Linked DNA regions of Hordeum vulgare: region 2 is linked to region 1. Evidence: chromatin contacts called from public Hi-C data. All regions are on one chromosome and are shown on one strand. Each heading gives the region's core, a stretch centred on a gene start, on an enhancer-like site or on the middle of the called end of the contact. The rest is flanking DNA. Distances are from core to core; before and after follow the strand shown. Region 1 holds the start of LOC123425496 (GDSL esterase/lipase ACHE-like). Region 2 holds the start of LOC123429778 (GDSL esterase/lipase At4g10955-like).

Evidence for each region. Hi-C and Micro-C count contacts between places; a contact is called where the count stands out from the background.
Region 2: a Hi-C map of seedling shows a contact between it and region 1, with 2.3 times the contacts expected there. The contact joins the promoter of LOC123429778 here to the promoter of LOC123425496 in region 1. A contact is called at or near these places in 2 of 6 Hi-C or Micro-C datasets (leaf and seedling).

The regions. Positions count from the first base shown.
Region 1 is chr2H:127,106,942-127,111,648 of MorexV3_pseudomolecules_assembly, forward strand. It overlaps LOC123425496 (GDSL esterase/lipase ACHE-like), which reads right to left and starts at 2,746. Exons shown (of 6, transcript XR_006621839.1): 1 at 2,285-2,746.
Region 2 is chr2H:127,668,391-127,673,151 of MorexV3_pseudomolecules_assembly, forward strand. LOC123429778 (GDSL esterase/lipase At4g10955-like) reads right to left here and starts at 2,133. Exons shown (of 2, transcript XM_045113773.1): 1 at 1,460-2,133; 2 at 205-1,328. The coding sequence starts at 1,530. The coding sequence ends at 581.

The sequences.
Region 1 (4,707 bases), core at 1,496-3,995:
GAGGTCATTAAATGACATGCAAAAAGATCATGTTACCTCTAATAATGTACTACTCCCTCCGTTCCTAAATATAAGTCTTTTAAGAGATTTCACAAGGTGTCTACATACGGAGCAAAATGAGTGAATCTACACTCTAAAATATGTCTATATACATCCGTATGTAGTTCACTAGTGGAACCTCTAAAAAGACTTATATTTAGGAACGGAGGGAATATAAGTTATTAAATAACATGTTAAAAGTAGGGGCAGTGTTGGAAAAGGTGTCAAAAAAGTTCCAAAATGTCCCTTCGGACTTCTTCCTTTAGCCCCAAATACCCCTTTTAGTCCCTAAAAGTCCCTCCTGTTTCTTTCACATGAGACTAAAAGGGACTTTTTTTTAGTTCCTAGAGCAAAAAGTCCCTGTAAAGAAACACCCCCTAAATATAGCACCAATCACTGCCATGTTTTGATTCCAACATTTTTTTATTTGTAGTGCTAGTTTTGGCAATAAATAGCTCGATTTAGCCTTTTCGTCGAAAAATAGTCGGTGACATCGTCTTCTTGAAGCAACTTGTAGTGCCGGTCCGCCTGCCGGATCAAGCTAGTGGCCCATTGCGTTCCACTAAGAATATTTAAAGCAAAGCATCCACACATACTCTGACACCGCAGTAAAAATCTTCTGCACCAATAATTAATGTATGGCGTCCTATATATAGTACGATCACGCTGCTCGCATTTGTTTTTTCGCTCCATTTTTCTAGCCACCTACCACCTTAAGCTTTGGGTTCCACTAACAGAAGATAACGGAACATAAGCAATCTAGGTCTTACTTAGGGAAGTATCGAATGCAAGGTCTCTAACTAGCCAACTAGGTGTCACCTAATGCTAACACCAAACAGAAAGTAAAATTGAATTGTTTGTAGGATTACGAAGTCTTGCACACTAGTAGCGTTCTTGGAATTACTTCTGAGTTTTTCTTTGTTTGATCAAACCATATGAAAACAAAATAGGATGTAAATGAATCCTCGGGGGAAAATATTAACCTACGAATGAGAAAACACACACATCGAAACCAAAGGTTTCAATCCTGCCAATTTCTCTGAAAACATTTTTAATCACAAGCAAATCAAAGAGACATTAATCTAACGTTTCTTTCTGTCCCTCTCAAATCAGCATCCCATTGTCAGAAAGTTAAACCAGCATCTCCGAAAGCCAAAAGAGTACCGGTGCACGATAGTCCTCTCCAGCTGCAACCCAACACAAAATAAAATCTTCCCGTGACGCTGGCATCGTTCGAGTGATGTTCCGCACATGCAGCTTGCTAGCCTTTTCGTCGGATTGCGCGCGATGGTGTCGGCAGCCATCGATGGCGTGCCGGGTCCTGGATGGAGGCATGGGCGTCGCATCATTGCCACGGCACGGGCGCTCGCACGCACGCGGCGGCGGTGCCAAAGTGCAGCTTGCTTCAGCCGTCCTCCTGCGGCGCATCGCCCAAGGCCGCCGCTTTCCGGCGATGGACTGATGCCCGGCCCGCCGTCGCCGGACAACCGCATCTTATTCAAGGCAGGATGTGGATTGAAATGGCCTTTCAGTCTCACATGTTCCGGAGCAACAAAAGGGATGTGCTGTAGGGTAGAAAGGTCTTGTTCTGCTTGGCCCTTTCAGGAGGCTGGAGGCATCCCTTCTTTTTTACTCTACACTCCAGTGAGTGACACAAAGTAGAACAAACAACATCGTAGGTGCAATAGAATAGTGCTCCAGCTACTTCGTCCGTCTTATAATATAAAATCGTTTCTAACACTACATTAATATAAAAAATGTTTTTATATTATGAAACGGAGGGTAGCATTTTGTTGCTCCAAGAGAGGTTCTTGATTAAGTTTTTACAAGCTAATTTTACTGTACTCCTGCAGGTTACTGCGTGTCTGCCAACTTTTATTCTCCTTCAGAAAACTCTGAGAAAGCGTACAACTACACTGTAGTAGTACATGGTTTTCTTCGCAGCTGCACCGCTACGTACGCATGGTACGAATTAAAGCTACATTTATTGGCTCCTGCAAGTGTAGGCGGTAGGTTTTGGCCATAACAGCCCCGTGTGCAGCCGTGCAAGAAGAACCGAAGGATAGATCGAGCGGGTGAAAAGTAACAAAAAAAGATCCACGGTAGTACAGCGACTTTGAAGGGCTTCTGACAGTACTGAAGGTAGTCCTCAAATAAAAAAAAACAGTACTGAAGGTAGTCCTCAAATAAAATAAAAAACAGTACTGAAGGTGCTTGCGCGAGCCAAGACGCGGTACGTACGTACCGATGAAGTCGACGACGAGGCGGCCGTCGCAGTAGCGGCCGGCGGGCATGCCGAAGAAGGTCCTGCCGTTGGGCGGCGGCGCGGCGCCGAAGGCCGCCGACAGCCCGCCCGTGTCCGAGTTGGAGTCCCCGAAGTTGAACACGGCCGGGAAGTGGCAGTCAGCGCCCGCGCCCACGCCCGCGGAGGCCTGCAGCAGCAGGAACACGAGCGGCAGCAGCGCCGCGGCTCCGGCCGTGGCGGTGCGGCCAGAGCCAGCATACGCCATTCCGTGGGTCAGGTGAGCGTGACGCAGTGAGAGAAGGAGTGCGCGCGGGCGGGCGGGCGGGGAGGACGGGGCGCCGGCTGCAGCGGGGTGGTGGGGTTTTGAGGCGGTCGCGGGATGGATGGATGGGTGGATCGGCGGATGGAGATGGGCGTGAGCCCGAATGCGGGGCGCGGTGCCGCGGCCGATAGCGATAGGGGGCGTGCGTGGTGGGGGTGACCGGTGAGTCGGTGATATGACTGCGCCTGCGCGGATGGGATTGGAACGCTGCGTCCGTGGCGTCTGTTCTGTTGAACTGTTGGTGGATTGCGTTACCGTACGTTACGCAAATTCATCGCAAGAAACGTTGCGTGTATAGTACTTACATACACCGATACACGGGGTGACGGTGCTCACGGGCGCGCCAGTCCGTCCGCCCTCGTGGTCCGGCGCGGGATTCGAGGGTGTTCGTTTGCTGTTGGCTCGTGGTTATCTTCTCTTGTGCTCCGAGAAGTGGAGCTTGTGACGCTACGCTCTAGATATGGGCTAGGCTCTTCTTTTTTCCTTTTTTATTTGGCCAGTATTTGGCGCCGGTCGACCGGTCCAGCTTTGGGCCGGTCAAACCATGTGCGTCCGATTTGGCATCTCTCAGCCATCTGATCTGGTCAACGCCATCCTTTACTTTTTTTTAGGACGAAAGGAAAAAAGAGAAAGCAAGGAATGCACGTGTTGAGGTGCGAGGATGTTTTTGGTTGGCATAGTAAGCTTGTCACTATTTGCATATCCTAAGCCTGTCACGAGTTTGACTCATTTAATGGCATGTACACTTATGGCCAGTGATGAATTTTGGAAGAAAATGAATCGAGGGTTCAATGTCAAATGTGTGTATAAAAAGTTAAAACCTTTCGATATTTTTGTCTAAATAAGATGAAAAAAATATAGTATGGTAGTAAATTTTCTTTTCTAACTTTTGAAGGAAGGGCTCGAGCCTGTCGAAGCCCGTGCTAGATTCACCACTACTTATGGCAAGAATTTTTGTATGCAAACTAGACTCCAACTCGAGAAAATGTGACATGATGATATCAAGTGTGACAAAGAGTGATGCCAACTTTGATAGTGTAACCTTAGGCCCGTGTAGCAAAAAAACTATGGCAAATAGTGATGAACATAATATAGATCAATTAGAAACAAATTATTATATATATTTATTTGGCTCACTCGGATGGAACCGTGCCCTTCTCCCTCCTTGGGAACCGTGCCGTCGAGGCAATTTACCTCTCCTCACCCTCCTTCCTCCCCACCCACCTCCATTACTGTGCCTCCCCTAAACCCACCCAATCCATTCATCGAGCAGCATGGTAGGAGTTCGTCGTCGTAGGATCAGGGTCCACCGGCGACGAGGGTGGCCGAGCCGGTACCGTTGTTGCTTCATGTAGCGTTGTCGCCTTTGCCAATCGAATTGAACTTGCCGAAAGCGCGTAGGGAGATGTTGTTGGGGATATGCCCCACGGTATGACCCGGCTGTCAAGTAGGCGGCTCATGAATAGGTTCATTGTATGGCCCGCGAAAGCCCCGAAGTTCAAAGCCCATGAGGCAGCTCATCAAGGAAGGCCGGCTTGTGGATTAGTACTTGGCGAGCCGGCTCATGGAGGGAGTCATAAGGAATTTCCTTTACTGGAAAGACAAGGCAAGGAGAAATAGACTAGGTCACGGGTTGTTTTACGACTCAGGTTCTATTATAACTTCAGGGTCTTAACCTATATATATATAAAAGGGACCCCCTGAGGTCGGAAGACTAAGTAAGAAACCCTGAGAGCTAAGTTAGCGATTCCGCACCGTAATCGAGATTACCATCATTAATAACACACAAAGCAGGACATAGGCTTTTACCTCCATCAAAGGGGCCGAACCTGGGTAAACCCTTGTCTCTCGTTCTCGATCAGCCCCATCCAAGCAACCACCTAGTTGCAATGGCTCCTAGACTTAGTCCTCTCGCTAGGACATCTCCCGGGACAAAACCACGACAGTTGGCTTCCACCATGGGGATAACGCACGGTGGTATTGAGTTCTTGGAGGAAGTTCTTCGAGGGATCGAGGGATATGCGATCGGTCGGATGCCCAAGAGTCATCGTGGCAAGCTCTACATCAATGATTCAGGCTAGGGTCTCGAGGCCGGCTCAAT
Region 2 (4,761 bases), core at 883-3,382, 560 kb after region 1:
TTGTTTCTTCCTCTCTCTCTCCGTGTGTGCGTCGCGCATGTGATTAGATAAACTTTCTTCTTCTTGTTGCCGTTTCTTTAATAAACCGACACAAATCTTAGCGGTCGATAAGTTCCTGATGATAGTGGAATGTGGGACACCCGGGATTCGCCAAAAGAGAGAGAGAATGAGACACGATACGACCGGGCCGCTCTCACCAACGGATTATGGAAAATACATACGTACGTAGTACGAGTAGCTGATAATATAATTCACAATTGACAGTGGAAAAAAAACGATTAACATGTACAGACTAGAGAGCAAGCATGCAGGCTAAGCTAGCTACCTAAGCCGTGCATCCTCGATCGGGCCAGGCGGCAAGATGCTTATTGTCTCCTTCAAATTGAATCCTACTAGTACAAGCTGGTAGGTAGATAGATCGTTCGGGATCATGGCCTCCGTGCATGATCGAGCTGCGTGCTGCGTGTTTGAGATTTTCAGTACAGTCGCACGTTTTGAGCGCTGGATCAGTTGCAGTTGAGGCGAGTCATGGCGTCAGTCATGTGTGCAGATGAGTTGCAGTTGCGGTTGCGGCATGGTCTCACTCGAACAACCTCCTGCCGTCGCTGTCGAGGCGCGTGTAGCCGAGCACGCAGTTGGCGTAGGCGACGTTCTTGAGCGCCTTGCCGTGCCACCTGCCGACGGCGGCGACCCCGGTGCGGACCGTCTTGAGCAGGCAGTCGGCCGTCCTCACCACCCTCCGCACGCCCATGGGCAGCGAGAGGTAGGGCGCGTTGAAGAGGTGGAATTCGAGCGCCGCGGCGGGGTTCTGCTGCTGCGGCTGCGGCTGCTGCTGCTGCCGCGACGCCATGAGCATCCTGCCGACCTGCCGCGCGAACCCGGCGCCCAGGGAGTGGCCGCAGAGGCAGACGTTCTCGGACCCGAACCTGTCGATGGTGGCCCTCAGCGCCTGCAGCGCGCCGTGGAGCCTGGCGGAGCCGCGGAGGCTGTTGCACGCCAGCAGGCGGAGCTCGTCCTCCACGTCCCGCCGGATGGTGGGCGCGCGCAGCAGCGTGCCCCGGAACGCGATCACCGCGCTGGGCGCGCCGGTGGGCCTCTCCTCGTCCCCGCAGCGGTCGAGCAGGTGGCGGTCCTCCCACTCGAAGATGGCGCCGAAGACGGAGCCGTCGCGCTCGTCCACCAGCTCGTGCGCTAGGCGGTAGCTGAAGGGCTTCCACCACTGCTGCGCCACCTCAGCCGCGTCCCGCCGCTCCTGCCTCTCCAGCTCCAGCAGGTACACCGCCTCGATCAGGCTCGCCATCACCATCCTCCTGTAATCGTCGTCCCTCCTGCAAACCAAAACACAACATGAGACACGCATTCCTCGATCTCCACCTCGATCGACCTCGCAAACCCAAACCATTCAAGTCCCATAAAATAAAAGCACAACATGCAAATGGAAGATGGAGCGCGTGCTTACCAGCTGGTGTGTGTGAGCTCTCTCCAGGAAGTGGAGCAGGGCAAGTTGTCACGCACCCCCATGTCCGCCATGCGCTAGAAGCTGAAGGTGGATCGAAGCTAACCAGCACAAGGCACTCACTCAGGCTCCCTTGGCGTCTCTGCTTGCTCGAGTGCAGCTGCTGTGGACGGTGACACGATGTCGTAAGGAAAGTGTGTTGGGGGAGGCGGCAAATATATATACCCGGCCGGGACGGGAGGGAGCCTGGGCGGATCTTTCTACGGAAGGTGGTGGTGTACTGTACGGGCAGCAAGGAAGGAAGGATTGGGCCGAATTTGCTGGCTAGTGGAGCAAAGGCAAAGGCAAAGCCATAGTTTAATGGCGGGAATAAAGGCGACCCACCGGAGCTTAGCAAAGAGAACAAAGAAAGATCGCCGTAGGGGATAGCCAGCTCGCGCTTTCCAGTTCCCCGCAACTTGACTGAATCGATCGATCTCCGACGGATGGCAGCCGTGCCGCTGCTGCTGCCTGCGAATAGTTGCGTTCCAGGCTGTGAAAAAGCGCAGAGGGAGATCGGGCGGACTCCGTCGATCGCAAGCTTTAGGGGAGCATATATTCCCGTTGCCCACGGATGGCCTCTCCGCCTGCCTCTGCCTGCCTGCCTAAAATCAACCTGGACCATGCATGCATGCATGCATGCATTGCCCTCGCTAAGCATCGAATCTCGTCATTCGTGGCGGGCGGGCGGGCTCCGTGTGCTGTACTTGTGCGTGGTATTGATGATTGCGTTGCGTTGCGTGTGTATGACAGGTTGGGTTCGGCGATGGGGGGCGGGGACAGGGGTCGTGGGGGTGGCTGTCGTCAGGGGGAAGGGTGGTGGGGTGACGGTGACGGTGGATGATTAGCGGGGGTGATTTGCTCACGTTTTGTTACCCTAACCAGGGGAGTTTGTTCCCTCTCGGGTGTGGCCAGTGCGGTCGTGCTCCGCGTGTCTGCTTCGTTCACACTTCACAGTGACGGTGATGCCGCGTTCCTTTTCTTCATTATTACTGCTGCCGGGAAGCTCATAATTTGTATTTTGTTTGCGCAATTGGGAAACTCATAATTGTACTCGTATAAGTTAGATGATCTTTTCGTAACTGGGGCCCGGCTGGGTGCTATGTCGCTATGGATCGTCGTTTTTTGTGCCTAGGTGAAGGTCAGCTATTGCAGACGTCGGGTCACCTTGCACTCATTTCCAAAGAAATGTTTCTTTTGAACCTCAAAATTCTATGTTATGTAATCCAACAAGTTGGTATCAAATTCTTGTGGTGTGAAATCAGTGAACGCATAGTTCAAATGGCAAGCCTTTGTGATAAGGATTTTCTTATCCTTGTCTAAGTCCTACACCACTTGATTTTACGTTAAGATTCGTACATATTTTACTCTTCGTTTGTTTGATTTTACTTATTTTCTTCTTTTTCATAGGGCATGAAACTAAACATGCATGTTAGTTCGGCAATGTACCACTCCATACATCTTTTTTTCTCAGAAAAAAGACATAAACCCAACTTTATAAATGAAATCAGCAAGGGAAAGCATGGCACCATGATAACAGAGTACCACCCTCCAAGACAAATCACCACGAACATAAATAAAATCCGCACATGGAATGGGAGTTCACGCACGCATGCCACCAGGAAACAAAAGCAAGATAGCCACACATGCCAACAACCTACAACGATCACATCAGACTTGCAACAACAAAGGTTAGGGCCGAGCAGCAGAGACATGCTGAAACAACAAGGAAGCTGAAGCCAAAACCTTGGAAACAAGCACCTCCGTTGCGTCCCGATAACTTTATGTGGGATCGAAAATATGTCCAGAGGGAGGGGGGTTGAATTAGACTACTTGACGTCTTAACCAAATAAAAACTTCAACTTTTCCAATTTTATCGGTTGGCAAGTTTTATCAATTTTACCAAGTATAACACACTGTGCACATGCAAGTCTACGTGTATAACAACGAAAAGTAAAGACATACAAGTGCAAGTAAAGGGTAGGGATAAGAAGATCAAACACAATAAAGACACAAAGATGTTTTGGCGTGGTTTCGATAGGTGGTGCTATCGTACGTCCATGTTGATGGAGACTTCAACCCACAGAGGGTAATAGATGCACGACTCCATAAAGGGCTCCACCCACGAAGGGTCCACGGAGAAGCAACCTTGTCTACGCCACCATGGCTTACATCCATGAAGGACTAGCCTCACTCGGTATAGATCTTCAAGAAGTAGGCAATCTCCTTGGCCTTACAAACTTCTTGGTTCAACTCCACACTATTTGGAGGCTCCCAAGGGAAACCTAACCAATCTAGGAGACACCACTCTTCAAAAGGTAATATATGTGGTATGGATGTTGAACTCCTTGCTCCAGTGCTTCAAAACATAGTCTCCTCAACACTCACTCACTCTCTCACATAATTTGGTTTGGTAGAAGAGATTGATTGGGTGAAAATCAACTTGAGGAGGCTAGGAATCAAGATTCATATGGTTGGAGTGGAAGATCTTGATATCAACACATGAACAGGTGGTTCTCTCTCAAAAAATGAATGATGGAAGTGTTTGTCGGAGTCTGGGATCTGCGTCCATGAGCTTCTCCAGGAACGAGGTTTGAACACTGGGGGCTTGGCTTGCGACCTGCAACACGACGACAAACACAACAAGTTTAGAAGGGATGTCTAGAGTGTGTGTGTGTGAATAGACTACTTGACAAATTAAAACCTAGCCTTTTTCCAATATTGATTGTTGGCAGGTTCTAACAATTCTAACAAGTCTAGTCCACCCTATACATGCTAGTCAACATATATGACAGCGGAAATAAATACATTGCACATGTAAAGTAAGGATTAGAGTTTAAGAAAATCAAACACAAAGATTGACACGACGATTTTTGGGTAGTTCCGATAGGTGGTGCTATCGTACGCCCATGTTAGTGGAGACTTCAACCCACGGAGGGCAACAGACGCGTGAGTCCACGGAAGGCTCAACCACGGAGGGTCCACGGAGAAGCAACCTTGTCTATTCCACCATGGCTTACGTCCACGAAGGACTAGCCTTACTCGAGGTAGATCTTCACGAAGTAGGCGATATCCTTGCCTGTACAAACTTCTTGGTTCAACTCCACAACACGAAGTAGGAGGCTCTCAAGCGACACCTAACCAATCCAGGAGGCAGCGCCCTCCAAAAGGGTAATAGATTCAGTAGTACGATGAACTCCTTGCTCTTCTGCTTCAAAAGATAGTCTCATCAACACTCAATCACTCTCTCACAAATTTGGCACATG